2 separate regions of the Mus musculus genome follow, and region 2 is linked to region 1. The links are chromatin contacts, called in public promoter capture Hi-C maps. All regions are on one chromosome and are shown on one strand. Each heading gives the region's core, a stretch centred on a gene start, on an enhancer-like site or on the middle of the called end of the contact. The rest is flanking DNA. Distances are from core to core; before and after follow the strand shown. Region 1 overlaps Arntl2 (aryl hydrocarbon receptor nuclear translocator-like 2). Region 2 overlaps Ppfibp1 (PTPRF interacting protein, binding protein 1 (liprin beta 1)).

What was found. Capture Hi-C pulls out chosen DNA fragments and counts their contacts.
Region 2: a contact with region 1 is called in a promoter capture Hi-C map of pancreatic islet. The contact joins two enhancer-like sites. A contact is called at or near these places in 2 of 15 datasets of contacts at CTCF or cohesin (the NIH/3T3 cell line and embryonic stem cells), 16 of 484 Hi-C or Micro-C datasets (the 3T3-L1 cell line, the F1.1 cell line, the MPC-11 cell line and 7 more), 3 of 115 datasets of contacts at active chromatin or transcription factors (fibro-adipogenic progenitors, pancreatic cancer cells and vascular smooth muscle cells) and 4 of 9 other capture datasets (adipose tissue, embryonic stem cells, liver and 1 more).

What each region holds. Positions count from the first base shown.
Region 1 is chr6:146,820,314-146,823,778 of GRCm38.p6, forward strand. It overlaps Arntl2 (aryl hydrocarbon receptor nuclear translocator-like 2), which reads left to right. Exons shown (of 15, transcript NM_172309.2): 7 at 215-355; 8 at 1,597-1,837; 9 at 2,276-2,382; 10 at 2,781-2,931. Among named protein-coding and RNA genes, the nearest start is that of Arntl2, 17 kb to the left of the region's middle. Within about 2 kb of position 1,823, at least 8 of the 459 cell types and tissues checked have an H3K27ac peak or open chromatin away from gene starts, as enhancers often do. A contact at or near this core is called in pancreatic islet, where this site is marked.
Region 2 is chr6:147,008,834-147,012,298 of GRCm38.p6, forward strand. Ppfibp1 (PTPRF interacting protein, binding protein 1 (liprin beta 1)) reads left to right here. Exons shown (of 31, transcript NM_001355728.1): 15 at 1,139-1,254; 16 at 2,030-2,086. Among named protein-coding and RNA genes, the nearest start is that of Rep15, 22 kb to the right of the region's middle. Within about 2 kb of position 1,723, at least 44 of the 459 cell types and tissues checked have an H3K27ac peak or open chromatin away from gene starts, as enhancers often do. A contact at or near this core is called in pancreatic islet, where this site is marked.

The sequences.
Region 1 (3,465 bases), core at 573-3,072:
TAACAACGCTTACTGTTGTTCCTCAAGACCCGAGCTGGTTCTCAGAACCCACATCGGGCCAGGCGTAACCGCGACGCTTGAGCATGCGCACAAGCAGGCGCGCGCATGAGCATGTGCAAAGATGAATCTCTTTTTTAAGAGAAGAGAGAAAGGGACGGGGAGGATTGTTAGCACGTCTGTGATTATTCTGTTCTCATTCCTGCTGCTGTGAAAGCCTCTCAGGTTTACAGTCACCCCTACACTGGGCGACCACGCATGCATTCTGGCTCCAGACGATCTTTCTTCTTTAGAATGAAGAGCTGTACCGTCCCTGTCAAAGAAGAGCAGCCATGCTCGTCCTGCTCAAAGAAGAAAGGTGAGACTCCCGGGAGAGCCGGTGATTCGGAGCCTGGTGCAAAACGCAAGGTCCTAAGTAGTTTCTATCCAGGAAAAAGTAAGTTTCATAGTCACGGCAAGAAATAGGATTCAAAGCGTCTAAGTAAGATTGTTTTTAAACTGAAATTATTTACACTGGCTCACCACCAGGTGCACATCCTGTTGTGCTACTGAATCTGTAGCGAAGAGAACTTTAAGTTAGATTTGGGAGACGTGATGTAGGCCTTAAAGCGTAGTTAACACTCAAGTAACAGAGGCGGGAAAGATTTCTGTGAATTCAAGCCCAGCAGGGCTATGTAGCAATACCCTATCTCAAAGATAAAATAGTAAAATAAAAACTCAAACAACAACAAAGTTCAATCTCTTTTTAAAAAACTTTTTGCTTGTTTGTTTGTCTTTTTATTTTGTGTTTTGTTTTTGTTTTGAGATAGGGTCTCACTTTGTAGCTTTACCCAGGAACTCACTGTGTATACCAGGCTAGCCTCAAATGCACACAGATCCATCTACCTCTGCCTCCTGAGTGTTGGAGTTAAAGGTGCATGCTACTATGCCCAACCCTAAAATAATTTTTTATCTTGCTTTTTAAGTGTGTGTGTGTGTGTGTGTGTGTGTGTGTGTGTGTGTATGCGTGTGTATGCCCACACAAGTGAGTCCAGTGCCAATTGAGGCCATCAGATTCCCTGGAGCTGAAACTAAGGTCAGCTGTGGGCTGCCTGATGCACGTGCTGAGAACTGAACCGAGTTCCTCTGACAGAGCACAGGCACTCCTAACTACTGAACCACCACTCCAAACTCCTGCTTGCTTCTTTTTGAGACAGAGTCTTACTATGTAGTCCAGTAGGGCGGGGATGTAGTATGTATGGCCATATGTGTCTATTAATCATCATCATAACCAACAGTAAGAGATTTGCAAGTTTCTTCATTATAGTCAGACATAGTGTTATAGGCCTGCAATCACTTAGGAGGCTGAGGTAATAGTATCAGGGATTAGAGGATAGCCTGGTATACATAGGGAGCTGGTTAGAGGCTAGCCTGGGCTTCAGAATACATTTGTCTCGAAAAGAAAAAAAAGAAAAGGAAAAAGTGGAGAAAGAGGGAGAAGAAAGGAAAGAGGAAGGACAAGGGGAGGAGGAAGAGAGAGGAAGAGGAGGGAGGAAGAAGAGGGAGGAGAAATATCAGCATCTATAGTGACCTAAGTGTATTGCTATGATTTTTCATTAGACCATAGAAAATTCCACACCGTCCATTGCACTGGATACTTGAGAAGCTGGCCTCTGAATGTTGTTGGCATGGAGAAAGAGTCGGGTGGTGGGAAGGACAGCGGTCCTCTTACCTGCCTTGTGGCTATGGGACGGTTGCATCCATACATTGTCCCTCAAAAGAGTGGCAAGATCAACGTGAGACCGGCTGAGTTCATAACTCGCTTCGCAATGAACGGGAAATTCGTCTATGTTGACCAAAGGTAAACACTCCATGTTTGGCTACCCAGAGGCCACTGGGGCAGCTGAAGCACAGCGTCAAAGCTCCGCTGCAGTTTTCTCCTAACGAGGGCTTGAGAAGAGGAAGTATATTTTAAGTGAAATACGGAGATGGTGATGTTGGTGATTTTGGTAGAACTGGAGGGTAAACTTGGGAAAGTGTTTCCTAGCAGTGGTGTTGAGTCTGCCCTGCTCCATGGCCGCAGTGTTGGTGGTACTGGTGGTACCCTGTACAGGCATCAGCAGGACGTCATGGGGCCTCACCTGGGGTCCTGTTTGCAGTCTAGCTGTGGATGGGGAGGACCAAGGCTAGCTCTTTCTCCAGACGGCTTTCCTGCAACCCGACCTGTGCTGGACCTGCAGTGTTCTGGGAGGCATCACCGTCAGCAACTGCCATGATGTTTTTCTGTTTCAAAAACCAGGGCAACGGCAATTTTAGGATACCTGCCTCAGGAACTTTTGGGAACTTCATGTTATGAATATTTTCATCAGGATGACCACAGTAGTTTGACTGACAAGCACAAAGCAGGTAGGTAATCCATTGAATGAGGTGCTTTGCGGGTAATTTAAAAATGACGTCAGCCAGGTGTGATGGATCACACTAAAAAAAATCTCAGTATCTGGGAGGTGGCTTAGAGGATTGGGAGTTCCAGGCTAACTTGGGCTACATAGCAAACTCCTGTCTAAATAAAGAAAGAAATGATTATACCATCAACTCCGAATTCCTTATGAAATCCAAAATTAATTCTCAAGGCCCTGGTCTGGCTTTGGTGGTGTCTGGGTTTCGGCACAGCCCCCTGGCTGGCCCGGAACCCGCATACACCCTTTCCATCCTCTGGGGGTGGAGTTACAGGCATGAGCCACCACTCCCAGCGTGAAGGCTTTGGTTGTACAGGCTATTCCGCTGACTGCGGCTTTCCTGTGAAGTTCTGCAGAGTAAGGAGAAAATACTTACAGACTCATACAAATTCAGAGTGAAGGATGGTGCCTTCGTGACTCTGAAGAGTGAGTGGTTCAGCTTCACAAACCCTTGGACCAAAGAGCTGGAGTACATTGTGTCTGTCAACACATTGGTTTTGTGAGTAGTTTTCTGTGCTCTTAAGACCTTTGATCTAATTTCAAATGAGTATCACTGCTTCTCTCTCTCTCTCTCTCTCCCTCTCTCTCTCTCTCTCTCTCTCTCTCTCTCTCTCTCTCTCTCTCTCTAGACAGGGTTTCTCTGTATAGCCTTGGCTGTCCTGGAACTCATTCTGTAGACCAGGCTGGCCTCAAACTCAGAAATCCTCCTGTCTCTGCCTCCCAAGTGCTGGGATTAAAGGCGTGCACTACCACCGCCCAGCCCAAGGCAACTCTTATAAGGGCAATATTTAATTGTGTCTGGCTTACAGGTTCTGAGATTCAGTCCGTTATCATTGAGGCAGGAACACAGCAGCATCCAGGCAGGCATGGTGCAGGAGGAGCTGAGAGTTCTACATTTTCATCTGAAGGCTGCTAGCAGAATACTGGCTTCCAGGCAGCTATGAGTGAGGTCTTACAGCCCACACCCACAGTGACACACCTACTCCAACAAGGCCACACCTTCTCTAACAGGGCCACATCATCTAATATAGTG
Region 2 (3,465 bases), core at 473-2,972, 190 kb after region 1:
CCTGTAATCTCATAGGAGGCTGAGCTCATGGCCAGCCTGGACTACATAGGAGACTGATCAGAAAGAGAGTTAAAAAAGAGGTCATGAATGTGGGAGGGAGGGAGGGAGGGAGGAAGGGGGAAAAGGAAGGAGGGAAGGAGAGAGAAAGAGAGCAGTTAGCAAAGGGAAATACATGGAGGGCAGGAAAGTGAAGGGGGAAATATAAATTTTAATTTAAAAATTATTAATAAAAATTAGAGAGAGGGGACAGAGAGAACTGTGGCTTGGAACATAGCTCAGCACTGGACTATGTGGTAGGTCAGCACTACAAATAATTAAACGAGGAGCCCACTGGTTACCTGACTTGGAGTTCACACAGGTGTTTCCTTTGTGAGTTCTTGGTGCCGATCCTACTCTGTTCTCTAGTTCTCATACATTACCAGAAAACCCTAGTGTTAAAAATCCTTCAGGCCGGGCCGTGGTGGTGCACGCCTTTAATCCCAGCACTTGGGAGGCAGAGGCAGGTGGATTTCTGAGTTTGAGGCTAGCCTGGTCTACAAGGTGAGTTCCAGGATAGTCAAGGCTACACAGAGAAACCCTGTCTTGAAAAAAAACCCACCCCCCCCCAAAAAAATCCTTCAGACTCCAGCCCTAGGCCCCAGAGGTATTTGAGAAAATTATATCCATATTTCATTGTTTCTGTAGAGTCTGTTCTCACTGATTTTAATGCATTATTCACCAGATAGGATAGTTGAACATAGTCAACTTGTTCACGCATGAAAAGAACAATTAACCAACATGATGCATGTTATGTGTTAGACGTGTAGTAGAAATAAAAATGGAAATGGTACTTTGTTTACAATATATGTCGACCCTGAGGAGTCAGTACCTTGGCACTGGCACTCCGTGGGCTTGCCCCGTGATCGGGACATGGTACTTTTTTTAGTTTAGGTATTTTACTTTGTTATTCAGGATATTTGCTGTCTTAGGACCAAATTTAATCCTTTCTCCACAGTGCTTGCTCTCATCAACACCTTGTCTAGATGTTTGTAAATAGAGTTCCAAGCACTGGTGTATTTTGTAGACCAATTCTGTGATGCTTTGTTGCTCTGCGGCATGTGTTTTGATTGGTTTTCTTTTCACTTACATCTTTTTACAGTTTCACACCAGCGTCTTGCAAGCTTCAATCCCTTCACTATTGCCGCCATCTGTGGATGTAGACACTTGTGAAAAACCCAAGTTGCCTACCAAGCCCGAGACTTCATTTGAAGAGGGGTATGCCATTTATGGACTAGCATTGTGGTATAGATGCTCAGAGAAATAGAGCAACCACAGATAAGGGCACGTCACACTTACTTGCAGACACAGGTTTCACCGTCTGTTTTGCAATGATGAAACAACGGGGTGACAGTGGAGCCTGGAAGTGAGGGATGAGGTCAGAGCAGCCTTTAAGGGCTTGGGTATTACTTTCTAGGCCATAGATGCCTGTGAATAGTCAGCGAAGCAGGCTGAAGAGTGAAGTCAACAAACAGAAACACGGCTGTCTCTCCATAGGCAAATCGATACTTTGCCAGAAAATTCTCAAGTGAATTGCCTAACCTTGAAATAGACTTAAGAAAATATTTAAACTTAGATTCTTCTTTGCAATATTTTTTTTTAACATTTCCGTTCACTTAGAACATGTACAGACAGGCCCCAGCTAGGACAGCTTGCCTTGCGATTTTTTTTTTTTTTAACTCTACAATGTTGCCGTAGTTTCACTTCTGCACTGTTTTGACAGGTATGAGGTGGCCAGCACACCCTTTAACGTAGACTCTGTGGGAGAGATTTTTTTTTTTTTTGCCCAGCTGTAGGCTAGTGCGGTACTGTAAATATGAACAAGGAAGGGCAGACCAACTGTTTTTGGTTGATTAAGCAAAAGTCACTTTGATTTAACAGTGATTTGAGCTTCCTATGGGTTCTTTGGGACTTCACCATTGCAAAGCTAGGTGTGTCTGTGCGGTTTTCAATTCATGCCGTTAACAAATGCTTTTTTAAAAATATATTTTAGTGACGGAAGAGCAATCCTGGGCGCTGCCGCTGAAGTCTCCCTGAGTGATGGTGTTTCGTAAGTTGTATATCCTTGAGTATGAAGTGTGATCGAGGCTTCAGAAAACCGGGGATCTTTTGTGTTCATGTAACCATTACACAGTGACCAACTGGGTCATGAGAACTCAAGTGCGCAGGTCATGACAGGAGGGGCTGGAGGCTGATGTCACAGAAGCTCTCCACCCTGCTGTCTCAAGCCTGACGGTTGTAAATCTTTAGACACCGTCACCAGTTCTCATTGGGAGTTCAGCACTTTTAATTCATTTTGTGCTGATTTGTTATGTTTTATTCCAACAGGAAAGAATCCCAGAGAACTCGAAGCTGGCAGAGCTGCTTTCTGCACTTACATTTTAATAAACTGGCCTAATGTGAATGTTTACCCAAGTCAGAGTCTGGATTAGATTAGGAAAGCCCCAAACAACCAGGAAAGCCTATTTTCAGACAGAGTTCGCATGAGTTGTTTCTGTTTCTCTGTTATCTTTTATGGTTTTGGCAGTCAATATGACTGACAACTTACGTAAGGGGGAGAAATGCCTTTAAAGGTTTTGTTGCTCTAGCTCTTTTGGAGTAGATTCCTTCTATCGTCTCTTTCTCTGCTGTGCCTTCCTTTTTTATCCTGCATTGCTGGGGATCAGGCCTCTGGTAACTCACATGCCGAGCACACTGGCACTGAGGTACACCCCAGTGTCTCAGGTTGTGAAACTGGCCCCGTGTTTGTGCATTTAGTTTTTGAGTCGGGCCATCTCCAGCTGTGTATAACTGAACACTACTTATGAGAAAGAGAAAGTTTCTGTGATTTACAGGCTCCTCCTGTCTTCCTAGGGTAGCAAATGAGTTACCTTGGGCAATAACACGGATTCCTCTAGTGCCCTTTTTCACTTCCTCCCCTTCCTTCTCCTCTTCTCCCTCCTCCCCCTTCCTCTCTTGTTTGTCCCTCTCCCTCCTCCGTCTCCCTCCCCTCTTCTCTCTTTATTTTTGTCCTTTCCTTCTTTCTTTTTCACTTTTGGAGACAGGCTTTGTCCTGATAGCTCATGCTGATCTCAAACGCCCTTCTGCCTCTTATGTACTGAAATTTCAGGCATGCCCACAAAACCTGGCTTATTATGCTTTGATCAGAACTATTGACTGAATTGCTTTGCCAGACTCAAAACAGTTATTCCTCTTTGAAAGAAGAGAACATTTTCATTCTTAAGTAGAAGGGTTAGAGCTGAGCAGTGCACGGGCGTCTACGGAGCACCTAGTGTAAATGTGTAAGCGCCACTCGTCCATGGAAAACACTGACACTGCCAACACAGCCTTAAGTGTTTTTCCAGCTACTGTGACAAGTGTGGGACAGTTTGTGTTACTGGCACGGCAGCTAACCACCCTGCTTTTAAAGAACTAAATGCTGCAATTTAC